Regions from separate parts of the Sus scrofa genome. Here regions 1 and 2 are each linked to region 3. Evidence: chromatin contacts called from public Hi-C data. All regions are on one chromosome and are shown on one strand. The core of a region is the stretch at or near the end of the contact, and the rest is flanking DNA. Distances in the headings are between cores, read along the strand shown. Region 1 overlaps RASA3 (ras GTPase-activating protein 3). Region 2 holds the start of CDC16 (cell division cycle 16). Region 3 holds the start of RASA3 (ras GTPase-activating protein 3).

Evidence for each region. Hi-C and Micro-C count contacts between places; a contact is called where the count stands out from the background.
Region 1: a Hi-C map of skeletal muscle shows a contact between it and region 3, with 12 times the contacts expected there. The contact joins the enhancer-like site here to the promoter of RASA3 in region 3. A contact is called at or near these places in 1 of 5 promoter capture datasets (liver), 19 of 47 Hi-C or Micro-C datasets (alveolar macrophages, blood, embryonic fibroblasts and 7 more) and 1 of 2 datasets of contacts at active chromatin or transcription factors (skeletal muscle).
Region 2: a Hi-C map of liver shows a contact between it and region 3, with 2.6 times the contacts expected there. The contact joins the promoter of CDC16 here to the promoter of RASA3 in region 3. A contact is called at or near these places in 7 of 47 Hi-C or Micro-C datasets (alveolar macrophages, blood, fibroblasts and 2 more).

Annotation. Positions count from the first base shown.
Region 1 is chr11:78,987,655-78,991,910 of Sscrofa11.1, forward strand. The region is part of intron 2 of RASA3 (ras GTPase-activating protein 3); the gene reads right to left. Among named protein-coding and RNA genes, the nearest start is that of RASA3, 38 kb to the right of the region's middle. Within about 2 kb of position 1,942, at least 34 of the 83 cell types and tissues checked have an H3K27ac peak or open chromatin away from gene starts, as enhancers often do. A contact at or near this core is called in alveolar macrophages, mesenteric adipose tissue, retroperitoneal adipose tissue and 1 more, where this site is marked.
Region 2 is chr11:79,082,188-79,086,254 of Sscrofa11.1, forward strand. CDC16 (cell division cycle 16) reads left to right here and starts at 2,056. Exons shown (of 18, transcript NM_001278771.1): 1 at 2,056-2,140; 2 at 3,381-3,435; 3 at 3,541-3,638. The coding sequence starts at 2,093.
Region 3 is chr11:79,025,957-79,029,934 of Sscrofa11.1, forward strand. It overlaps RASA3 (ras GTPase-activating protein 3), which reads right to left and starts at 2,035. Exons shown (of 24, transcript XM_003131110.5): 1 at 1,828-2,035. The coding sequence starts at 1,882.

The DNA of each region.
Region 1 (4,256 bases), core at 692-3,191, 38 kb before region 3:
GTTTTAATTGTAACATCAATATTAGACCCACTAAGAAGCTAGAATGAAAAAGACAGAAATAACACGTTGGTGAGGATGTGGAGAAATCTGAATCCACATCCACTACTTGAGCGAATGTAAAATGGGGCCCTCACCTTCCTAAACGGCACACCCAGAGTAACCGCTGCGGCCCAACAACCCAGGCCCGGGTGTATGCCTCAGAGCGATGAAAACACACGTCCATGCAAAACTGTACCTGAAAGTTTCCAGGCGAAGCAACTCAAATGTCCATCAACAGGTGAGGGACACACAGACAGGACCCCTGACACACTGGTGCCGTCAGCCCCAGCAAGGACGGCCGCTCTGTCCCTCGCTACAACACCGGGTGGACCTTGAAATCGTGCTGCTCAGTGACAGAGGCCGACAAGAGGCCACACGGGGTGTGGTTCCATTTACATAGGGTGCCCAGAACAGGCTCATCTGGAGAGACAGGGCGCGAGGCAGCAGGTGCAGGAGCTGGGACCACACAGGGAACGGGCTTCCTTTTAGGGAGCAGAGGTGCTCTGAAGTTGACTGTGGGGATGGCACACAACTCTGAACATACTAAAACCCACGGAATGTACACATCACATGAGTCAACTACAAGGTACGTGATTATATCTAAATAAAGCTATTTTTCAAAAGCCAAAATTTTAAAAGTGACAAACAGAATTAGCATTCTATATCCTATTTGAGTTTTTTTCCCTCTAAAGATACATGGTACAGAACAAAACAAACACAGTAAAAATAGGGTTACATTATTTACCTGGATACACAGCCTGCTTTTTCCTTTAACATCAGGCTGTGGCCACTTCACAGGCACGCAGAGTTCAAAAGCACCCACGTCTGAGTGGCCACAACTGCAATCTCGGCCCTCCCAAATCTGGACAGAAATTCCTCCCTGATTTCAGAGCCCCGCACGGCCGTCCCGCTGCTCCCTCGGGGCAAATCCCTGTGGTACCTCTGGGATCCGGGGCCCCAGACCCTCCAGGAGGTGGGGGCCAAACTGCCATGGAGTCTCATCAACATTTACAAACTCTGCTAACCTGGTGACCAAAAAACCACTGCCTTCATTCAAAAAGTTTAAATTATCAGTGAGGCTGAATATCTGCCAGATGTTTCTAAGCACTTTTTGTTTCCTTTGTGTTGAAATGTCTTTGGTCCATATTCTATTAAGTGTCCATCTTTTCATAGTCTTCTCAAGTTCAGGGCACTAATCCACGGAGACCTTTTAAATTTGTGTTGCAAATTAAAAGACAGATCCCTGATGCGAGCTCCTGCCATGGACAGGCAGGTCAGCCCACCGCTTCCATCAGGAGCTGAGGGGACCCTGAACAGAGGCCAACATCAGCAGGGTGGTGGCACGGGCGTGCCCCCATGTGCCAGCAAGTGGCCAGACCCCAGCAGAGGCGGCCCGTGCAGTGTCTTCATAGGAGAAGAGCTGGAAGCGTGTTTCTAAGAGAAAAGGAAACGGTGGGCCTTGGGGAGCAGGGTAAAACAGGCTCTCCCTCTGGAGACTCCAAGGGGCCACACAGCCTGAGCCCCGGGTCTCTCTGCGCACAGGTTGGCAACAGACACAGGATTGTGCCAGCTTTTCCATAAAGGGGAAGCATGGCCAGAACACTGCCTGCCTTCAATACCACTGTCTGGCAGGAGAAAACCAGTACACGCAGCACGTCACCTCTGAGGCCGGCCGCAGCGACAAGCTCCCACGGGTGATTCCAGGGAGACGCTCCAGCACGGTTTCACAGCATCCGGCAAACCCTCGTTGGGAAAAGAGAAAAGCCCCTGACAAGGGAAGCTGCCCGCCCCTCCCTGCCTGAGCCCAGATGTCCCGGCAGGGCCCCTGGGACGGAAGAGTCACTTCCCAGCATCTGCACCCCCCCCCACTCCAGCCAGACACGAGGTTCGCTCCTGAGAAAAGGGCCTGGCCTTCCCCATGGTGTGCGGTGTCTGTTTCCCAATCCAGCAGGGCGGGGAGGGCAGGAGCTGCCCCATCCGGGGCGGGCGCTGGGCGGGGGGGGGGGGGCGGTGTCGCTCGTGGGAACCACGCTGTGCTCAAGGGCCAAGAGTCACGGATATGCCCCCGAGTAACTGCCGCCCAGCAGTTAGGGCCCAGAACAGGGACCGGGCCCATGCAGCGGCCCAGGAGGGCTGGGAGCCAAGCAGGCAGGGCCAGTTTCCAAGGGGTTCCGAAGGCTCGTGAGCCACTACCTAAAACCTGCGTTAAAAGCTCTGTGTTCACGGGACAAGAGCGGGGCGGGGGGGGGAGGGGGGGAAGAATCCCGCAGCTGTGGGTGCTCAGGGTCCCGTGATCCGCAGGCCACACCCAGCGCTGGGAAGGCCAGGCAACAGCAGATCCGGCAGATCCGAGACTCCTGTGGGTTCTCAGAGGCAGGAAAAGCGTTTTTGGTTTCTTCTAAGTCCTTCTCTCACTTCCTTTAAATGGTGATTTGAAAACTTTAAAATGCCTGAGCAACTCAGACCCTCAGCATCTGTGAGTCTGAATTACAAAAGCTTTTTCCTGAGCTCCACAGGGAGCCTCCTCTCACCCTGAGTTCTAGGTCCAGCCTGACTGTCTTCTTTCGGGGACAGGATGAAGAAACCCTGACTTGATCAGGGACCAGAGGGTGGAGTCAGCCCCCCCAACCCCAGGAGCAGGCTCTGAACTCAGATCAGTTTTCACAAACGCTGGGGAAGCAGCATCCCACCTGGACCCCACCTGGGCCAATGCGGCCCGCAGGATGAGGCCGGATCACCAGACACGAGGGGACCTGGGGCCCCGGCCCGCAGGCAGCTTGGCAGTGCCCTCTGGGTTGAGAAACGTGCTCCAGGAGCTTCAGATGCTGCCCCAGAAGCACCAAGACCCTGGCCAGACGTCTGTGCCTGAGCCTGAGCCAGCATGGGTGACCTACAGCCCGTGGGCCCCTCCCCAGGACCAACGGGGGAGCGTCCTCCCTGCCTGGGGCTCCCCGGGATGGGGGGCTCACCTAATCGAGATGGTGGAACTTCTGAGCCTGAGGCCTGCGTTTATATCAAAGAGACTTTTCTTGGCTTTGACTTGGGAAGTTAGAAAAGAGTGTTGGGAGAGAGGATCCCATTTGTACAGTCTCGTAATTTCAAAGTTGGTGTTTTCTAGTCAACAGCTTGGTTCTCATTAAAAACATCTGAGAAAATGAAGTCTTTCTTCCCAAACCACAGACTTCCTCTGGTCCCTTTCAGATTCTAACCCCAAACAGCTTCTCCCTCCTGAAGACTGCAGGGGCCTTTCTGGGCTTAGTCATTTCCACACAACAGCCCTATTTTCTGAACAATCTGCATCTCTCTGTGAACAGAAGGACCCTCTCAAGTCGTTGACCCACATGCTCCTTCTGACTCCACAGCGGAAGCTCCCACCCATCCGCTGGGAACAGCCTTTCATTTGGGAACGTTCTTGGCGAGAATGAAAGGATTGGAGAGTCTGTAATTACACCCAAATCGGTGAACATGACGATGGGCTGGCTGCTGCTTCATTCTGCTCTGGAAAGCAGTTATTTTACTAACATCTAAATTTTAAATTAAAAAAATTCAAGGAGTTCCCATCATGGCTCAGCGGTTAGAGAACCCGACTAGCATCCATGAGGACATGGGTTCGAGCCCTGGCCTCGCTCAGTGGGTTAAGGATCTGGCATTGCTGTGAGCTGTGCTATAGGTCGCAGATGTGGCTCTGATCCCGCATTGCTCTGGCTGTGGTGTAGGCCAGCGGCTATAGCTCTGATTCGACCCCTTAGCCTGCGAACCTCCACATGCTGCAGGTGCAGCCCTAAAAAGACAAAAAAAAAAAAAAAAAGAAAGAAAGAAAAGAAAAAATTCAGATGAAAGAAGTCATGGGCGCAATTTGTAACCCGCCTCATTGCTTGACAGACACATAAGCACCATAGGGCCAACTAACGGGAGGGGCTGAGATGGGGAGGCGGGATGGGCTGGCCGACACCACAGCCACAGCAATGCAGGGTCAGTCGGGTGGAGCATGAGGGAGACACAGGGCATGGGGGTCAGAGCCCAACGCCCTGACCACCTTCCCCTGGAGAAGGGCAGTAGGGATGTGTCCTCCGTCCTTCTTCACACCCCACCTGCACTTCACACTGACCGAAGACAGACCACGCTGGGCAGTGCCGACCCTCATTGCTGCGGGAGGGCCCCCTGGACTATGCCCCTCGGATGGGGTCAGGCCCCGGCAGGTCCTTCAGTGCAGAGAT
Region 2 (4,067 bases), core at 806-3,305, 56 kb after region 3:
CAGGCTAGGGGTTGCATCGGAGCTGCAGCTGCTGGCCTACACCACAGCCACAGAAATGTGGGATACGAGATGCGTCTGCAACCTACACACAGCTCAAGGCAACGCCGGATCCTTAACCCACTGTGCGAAGCCAGGGATGGAATCCTCATGGATACTAGTTGGGTTAGTTACCACTGAGCCACAACAGGAACTTCTCTTTGCACTCATTAATTGCATTTACATATTTACACGTTTCCTTCTGTTAGACTGAAGATTTAACATGTACAGAGATTGCTCTCTGAGGTGGCTTTCTGCAAGAGTGCACATAATGTCTTCGTCTTTGCACACATAACTGCTAGCACCATGTTGTGCACATTGAACTAAGTGAAACGTATTTGTCAAATAATGTTTCTTTTTACATTCAATTCATCAAAGAAGGGTTGTTGTGGGTGTTTTTTTAACAGCTTTATTGAGACATGTTTTACATACCATAAAATTTAAAGTGTAGACTTCAGTGGCTTTTAGTTTATTCACAGAGCTATGCAGCAACCACTGCAATCTGGTTTTTCGTTTGTTTGTTTGTTTTTGGCTACACCCCAGGTATATGGAAGTTCCTAGGCCAGGGATCAAGCCAACTTCACAGCTGTGACCTTGCCACAGCTGTGGCATTGCCAGGTCCTTAACCCACTGCACCACATGGGAACTCCCAATGCAATCTGGTTTTGATCACTGTCATCACCCTAAAAGAAATCTTCTACCTTTTAGTAGTCACTTCCCATCAGCCCAACCCCATTCCTCACTCCAGCCTCTGACAATTACTATTCAACTATCTCTATTAATTTGCCTATTCTGGATATTTCATATAAATAGTGTTAAAGAGAAAAATATTCAAATAACATTTGTAAAAGCACTATAAGGAAGATTTATTCAGAGGTGGGGAGCTATCAACACAGGTACAGGGACCACTGTGATGGAAATTTGCAGTGACGGATGTGAGACTTCAAGGCTTCTCCAAGGAGATAAAACTCAAAAGATAAGAATTGCCAGACCCTTATCATCCCACAACAAGGGAGAGATTGGGCTCAACTCAGAATGCAGCACAGGCAGGTGGGAATGCCCATCCAGGGAGCAGGGTGCTGGTCTTTGAGTGGAAAATTACTAAGAGGAAACCTGGGGTCGGGGGATTCTTCCTGAAGGCAGGCTGGGTGATCAGACATCACCCGGGAGGTTGTCAGGATGAGGAACCTACAGGGTGGGGGATTTTGGCTGAACTGACATCAGAATGCTTGCAAAAACTGAACAACGCAGAAAGGAACATGGAAGTCCAAAAAACAAGCCTCCTTGAAATGATTTAGGGAAGCCTGAGCAAACTTTGGTCAGTGATAGAATTGGTGTTCCTGGAACGACACAGAATACGAGGTCTCTCGTGATTGGCTCCTTCACTAAGCATAAGGTTCAAACGTGACATTTCATTCATTGTTGCTGAATAATATTCCATTGTATGGACCCAGGTTTTAACAGATCCACATCTTTTCGGTTCTTGTTTTTGATCAGCTACCGCTCCAGGAGGCTGCATTTTGCCAAAGGACAATCTGAAAGGACACTAGCCCTTGGCTGTACGGTCAGAGAGCTTCTACACCACGTGCCGGGACTCCGCGTGGGCGCTCACTTCACCGCACAACCAGCCTCTGAGGCTTTTATTGCCATTTTTACGAGAGAAGCACGAGTCACATTTAGATGCACTGAACCTGGGGGCGTGGCGGCCAAGCGCCCGACTCCGAAAGAGTTAATCAGAAATGGGCGCACTGACACGTCATTGGCTGCGCCTCCGCCGCGAAATGAGTCTCAGAGTAAAGGCGACTGCAGCCCCCAGGAACCCAGGCAACGCAAGGGCTAAGAGAACGCCACGGAACCTACGGCGCGACGCCCGTTTCCGGCGCCAGAGGGGGATGCGTTTGCGGCGGACTTCCGGGGCGGGGCTGGGTCGGGAGCGGAAGTTTCCCGGCGGCGCGCGCAGTCCGGCTGGGTTGGACAGGGTGTGAGGATCCGAGCGCGGGGTACGTCCGGCCGGCAGCCGGAAGGAGGGCGCGCGCCGGACCCTGGCCGTGCAGCCATGAACCTGGAGCGGCTGCGGAAGCGCGTCCGGCAGTACCTGGACCAGGTGGGCGGCCCGGGGCTCGTGAGGCAGCCCCTTGTACGCAGAGGAGGCTGCTATCGGCGTCTTGGTGGCGCGCAGCCCTGAGGGCCTGGGCTTTGGTTCAGAGTAAAGCTCCGGAAGGGAGGGCTCCGGCCCTCAGCCCTTTGCAGGCTGGAGGCAGAGGAATACTGAGCAGGAAGCCGCCTATGCGTCCGGCGAGTCTTGCACATGTTCAAGCCCCGCTCCGCAGCCTGCCCACCCGGGGCGCGTCGGTGCTCAGTACAAACTTCGTGCCAAGTGGAAGCTGAAGGATACTTTTAAGAGGAAAGTTTCGAGGTGGACTTTGAATTTAGCTAGCTCATAGAAAATATTTGAAAAGTTCAGTTGTAATTCTTACTTGGCCGAATTTAAGTGAATAGAGAGAAAAACGAATCTGTAGTCTCAGAATCAGTACTTTAAAAAGAAAAAGTTCAGTATAAACGGCACGTTCATTCCCTGCACTGCCCTCGAATGGACAGCAAACAGTGTTTAAGGGACAGAAGTGTTTCCAGAATCAGCAGCATCAGCTTAATACATGTTGTCATTTAGTTGTGTAAATCATGTTCTCCGAAAAAGTTGGAAACCAAGTAGGTGAGGGAAAAGCGTATTGTGTGAACTGTTCCGAACTGGATGTGAGATGTTGCTGTCAAATGTTCGAAGCATGCTGAAGGGCTGCATTTTGGTTAACTGTAAGTCAGCTGAGGTGAATAAATGTTTCCTGAGCACCTTTTCTCTTGCTCTGGGGATATAATGAGGAGTGAGACCAGCCTGGTTCCACCCTCCTGGCACTTAACGGCCCATAAGCATTTCTCCTCCTAGATTGACTGTCAGCAGAGGTCCTGGTTTGCATCCAGGAGGACTGAAGCAAAGACCGAGAACCATTGCTAATGGCTAGATATTACAAAAGGGTCATTGAAATTATCTGCTTTTTAGATACCTCCTGAGTTTATCCTGTTTTAGGTACGTTTTTGCAGTGTGTTGAGTTTTTTTTTTTTTTAAAGTACCTCCTTGAATTATTGATATCAAAGATTTTATAGTAATATTTTTATTGTATCATTGAACTAAAACTAACCTAGCTTAGATATAAGATAGAGATACAGTATGAGAGACCCCCTACTACATGTAAAAAAATTATTGTATTGACTTGTTGATTTATCTTGTAGCATTTAGATATCTGTGTAAAACTATTGAAATAACAGCAGTTTCCACCTTTTTTTGGATACAGCAACAGTATCAGAGTGCTCTATTTTGGGCAGATAAAGTAGCTTCACTTTCTCATGGTGAGTGACAAATTCAAAATTTTTTTTCCCCCTCATTTCTCTATCATTAAAAGTCTTCTTGCTTTACTTTGCACCTCTGACCATGTATGTGGTTTTTCCCTCCAGAGGAACCCCAGGACATTTACTGGTTGGCTCAGTGTCTTTACCTGACAGCGCAGTATCATAGAGCAGCTCATGCACTTCGGTCACGGAAACTGGACAAAGTAAGTGGTTGTATGAATCTTAAAGCTGTTTAAAGCTTTTCAAAGTGTCATTAGCATCATGTTTAGTTATGTGTTCTTTTTATGTCAAAGTATTTCCAAGGATTCAGTTTTTCTTGAATTATTGATATCAAAGATTTTATAGTAATATTTTTATTACTACATTTATTTACATTTATTAAATGTAAAGAGAAAACTTATTTACGTTTAATAAATGTAAAGAGAACATTTCTCTTTGTCCTGTCAGCACCATTGGTACATGTGGTGTGTATCTACTCTGCGGACCCCTGGCAGTTCCTTTGATGTGTGATGGTGACTCAGACTCAGTCCTGGAATGCTGACCAGTTCCTCGGTTACCCTCTCTCTTACAGATGTTCTCTTACTCAACTGACTCATATTTTCATAGTTTATGAAGGAAACTATATGCTGTGT
Region 3 (3,978 bases), core at 785-3,284:
TGCCTCGAGGATGTGCAAGCAGGCGAGCAGGGCTCCTCTCCCAGGCCTTTGGGTGTCCCCTGGCCGCTGCTTCGCCTCCTGTGCCATTTCGATCCTCTCTGCCCCACAGACACAGTTCCAGAACCCTCCCGAGTCAAGTCTGACACTGCCCATGTGGGGCCTGAACCCCAAAGTTCCCTGACGCCTTCCTGCCCACCACACCCAGAAGCCTGGCACGTCACCCCACCCTTCATGCCCTGTGCTTAAGGAGGCAATCTCAAAGCCTCCGGAGGACCGTGGCCCTGAGGGGCACTTCCCTGCCACTCTTCGGGTGAAGAGCCAATGTGAACCTCTCAGCATGAGAGTGACAGATTCCAACCAAGTAAACAGAAGCCCTCTGCAGGCGCCTCCTCAGGGTCCTACCCGCAGTGCTTCTGAGCCAGCTATCAACAGCGTCGCAGCCATGATCCACAAACCAAAATAAAGCAGACACAGGAAACAACACGCTGATTTGGGGTGGCTGGAATTCCTGAGCAGCACTGAATGTCATCAACAGCTGACACTCAAGCAGTCACTGGGTGCCTGGCTCTGTTCCCGGAGGCCCTTTCTCACAGGGGAATGTGCAGCCCCCCGGGGAGGACAGGGAGTTCAGCGGGCAAGACAGACCCTGGGGACAGGCAACACTCTGAGTCCCGAAAAGCCCTCTCCAACAGGAGCTGGCCCCTCATCCGTGAGAGGACACACTTGTGGCATTAATGTGTAGCAGACACTCCAGGCGCTGATCTTGCTCTGGGGTGAAAAAGTCTTATATCTCCAAGATAAAACAGGACCACCAGGAGAAGGTGACACTCTCTAGATAAACCCAGGAAGTCCAGACATAGCCTTCCAGCTGCACTTCCCTCCCCCAGCTCTTGGGTCCAGTGAGAAAGGCAGGCTGCTCCAGGGACACGACCTGAATGGCAGGCCGGGTGGCCAAAAGCTTCCGCGGCCAGTTCTCAATGGAAGGGGGGAGGGGTGGCTCCTGTGGCTCGCTGCCCTGAGGGAGCCCTGGGCCAGGGCGCTCCACATATTCACACACAGACATACACACACAATCACTCAGGAACACACATATGCACACACAATCCACCTACACAGTCGTGTGCACACCCAGGCACCAGTCAGCAGCCTGCCTCTGCCCCTCGCCCCGGGGCAACATGTGAAAGAGCTCACACGTTCCCAGCAAAGCAAGTTTCTGGGCGCTGCACTGAGCGGAGGTGCGGAACCCCGAGGTGGGTGTTTGGGGCACTAGAAATGTACGCATCCGGAGAGTCCCCACACGCGTGCGCGCGCTCATGCACACGCAGACACACTCCCAGCAGGGATGGGACCCGGGTCCAGCCGCACCTCTCCCTGGTGCAGGCGACCCCACCTGCGGGGACTAGGGGCCGCTCGCGGCGCGGAGGCACCGCGGGGAGCTGCGTCCCCCGAGCTCGGCCCGGCCAGTCCCGCGGAAGGTGGGGAAGGGGCTGCGGTCTCCCAGGAGATGGCGAAGGGGCACTCGGTCCGGCATCTCCCGAAGGTGGGGAGAGAGTTGAGGCCAGAGGTCTCCGGGAAGGTGGGGAGGAAGCCTTGGCCGGGCATCTCCCGAAGGTGGGGAGGAGGTAGCGGCCGGAGGTCTTGGAGGAGGTAGGGAGGGGTCAAGGCTGGGGATCTCCTGGGAGGTGGAGAGGGGAGCGCAAATGAGGAGCGCGCGTCGCCGGGAGGCGCCAGGGCCGCGGCCCTCAGCGAAGGGGTCGGGAGTCTGAGAGCGCCCGCCGATAGCCCCCTGGAAGGCCACGACGCCTCTGCCGGCTCCCGGGAGCTCACCGATCTTGATCTTCACGCTCTGGAAGACTCGGAGCCCCTCTTCCTCCACCGCCATGCTGGGTCGGCCCGGAATTCGTGCGCCGAGCCCCGCCGAGCAGCAGGAGCCAGAGCGGCGGCGCAGTCCCCGCGCTCTGCGCGCGTCTCGTCGACCGCGGGTCGGCCGCGCCTCTGTCCCCTGGCTCCGCCCACGCACCCGACCATTGGCCGAGAGCGCGAGCGTGGGCGGTGAGGCTCCGCCCACGGCCCTGCCCAGTTGCCTTGTGCCTGAGGTCCGCAAAGGGGCAGGAGCGAGACGGCTCCGCCCACATCCCAGCCCCAGATCCCCATTGGCCGAACCCCGCAAGGGGGCGTGGTCGGTATCAGAGAAGGGTTGGAAGGTACCACGCCGGGGTGGTTCACCCAGCAGGGAGGATCCCACAAGGGTTGCTGGAGGAACTGGGCCGAGGGGCGCTGGGGGGTACTGGGCGTGGGGAGGGCGCCAGGAGGGGACCGGTCAGCTGTCGCTGGCTCGGGGAGCGGGGGGCGGTGGCGAGGGCCGGGCGGAAGGGGGGGCGGGGACCGGGAGGGCGGGGCGTGGAGGACTAGGGTTGCAAAGAAGGTGGCGGGGGCTAGGCGAGGGGAGGCAGAATCTGGCGGGAGGACGCGGGAATAGGGAGATGTGCACATGATTTTAAGAAACTCAGACCTAAAGGAATCAAGGAAAAGAATTCTCTGGCCCAGCTCGGCCCCCTCAGAGCAAGTCCGCACTTGCGGACCAGCTGCTGGAGACCTGGCCTCTGGAGGAACAAGGGTTCCACTGAGGTTGCTGATTAGGCTCCGCAGATGTCCATTCCCTTCTGATGCCTTCCTGTCCCTCTACCGTGCCCTGGTCTCCCGCCACCTGGCTCTGAGTCTTTCAGGCCACGTGCACTCCTGTCTGCCCTTGCTGATCCCCATGCTACCATCCTCCCCTTATTTTCTGTCTCCTGACTTCCTGTCCACTTATCTCTCCTCTGACTTAGGAGTGCCCAACATCACACACACAGACTTACACACACACACACCAGAATACAAGCTTAATAAAGAGAGAGGCCTGTTTTTCTCACTGTTTTACCTCACTTCCTTAAAAAAAAAAAAAAAATGCTTAGGTACCTGTTGAAAAAGATTACTGACCATTCTTACCCTCCTTCCAGGTCCTCAATCAGCTGCTTGAGGCAACCTTCTCAGGACTGTCAGAGGAGGTGTTTACTCATGGTTTACTGAAGAGGCTGGGGTCAAGCCCCCAGTGTTGCTGCCTCAGGACCCCAGCAGGCTCCTGTAGTTGTGTGGCCACCCAGAGCCCACCCTCCTCCTAGCCAAGACTTGGCCTCCATCAGGGTAACTGAAAAGTAACCCCAGTTCCTGACCTTCTCAGAGGACCAGCTGAAACCCCAGTAGCAGCTGCATTGTTGCCAAGTGGCTCCTCTGTCCCCATCTTCCCCCCATTCTCTCACAGACTTTCCCTCCCAAACACTTCCAACCAGGTCCTGCACATGGATTTCCTCTTTGGAGTCTGTTTCCAAGGGAACCGCTGTAAGGCATCTGGGGCCAGGAGTGTCCAAGGAGTGGCCTCTATGATGGGGTTTGAGAGCCAGATGCTAAATGACAGCTGGCAGCCCTGCCCTGCTGCAGCAGTGCTGAGTTGCCAGGAGGCCTGCTGAGGGGGACACGGTGGGGTGCAGTGTCTCAGGTATTGGAGAAGTTGGAAAAAGCAGGAATCATCTGGACTGTGGAATTAGGTGGTTCTCGTAGAAATCAATGGAATGAAAAAGGTCACAAATTTAAAGAAAAGTGTGACAAAAAGGTTTCCTTGGTACCATGTAAAGATATCCTCATCTCCTGCAGTCAAAGCCGGGACTTAACCTTGAAGACAGTGGTACCCAGAGCTGGTTGAAGGCTCAATCCTTGGAAGGTTGCTGTAACCATTACACTTTGGGGAGGATCATCTGGATTAATGCGTTCAAATCCTTGAATCCTGGGTTCCTCTAAATCTTCTAGACCGGAAGAGGTGTCCCACTGCCCCCATTAGAGTTGAACGCGCCCTCTGTGCTTGAAGGTGATTCTGGGACAGTACACACACCCAGTGCTCTGCCTCCAGCTCCACTCCTCACTGCACCAACATCACCCAGCTGG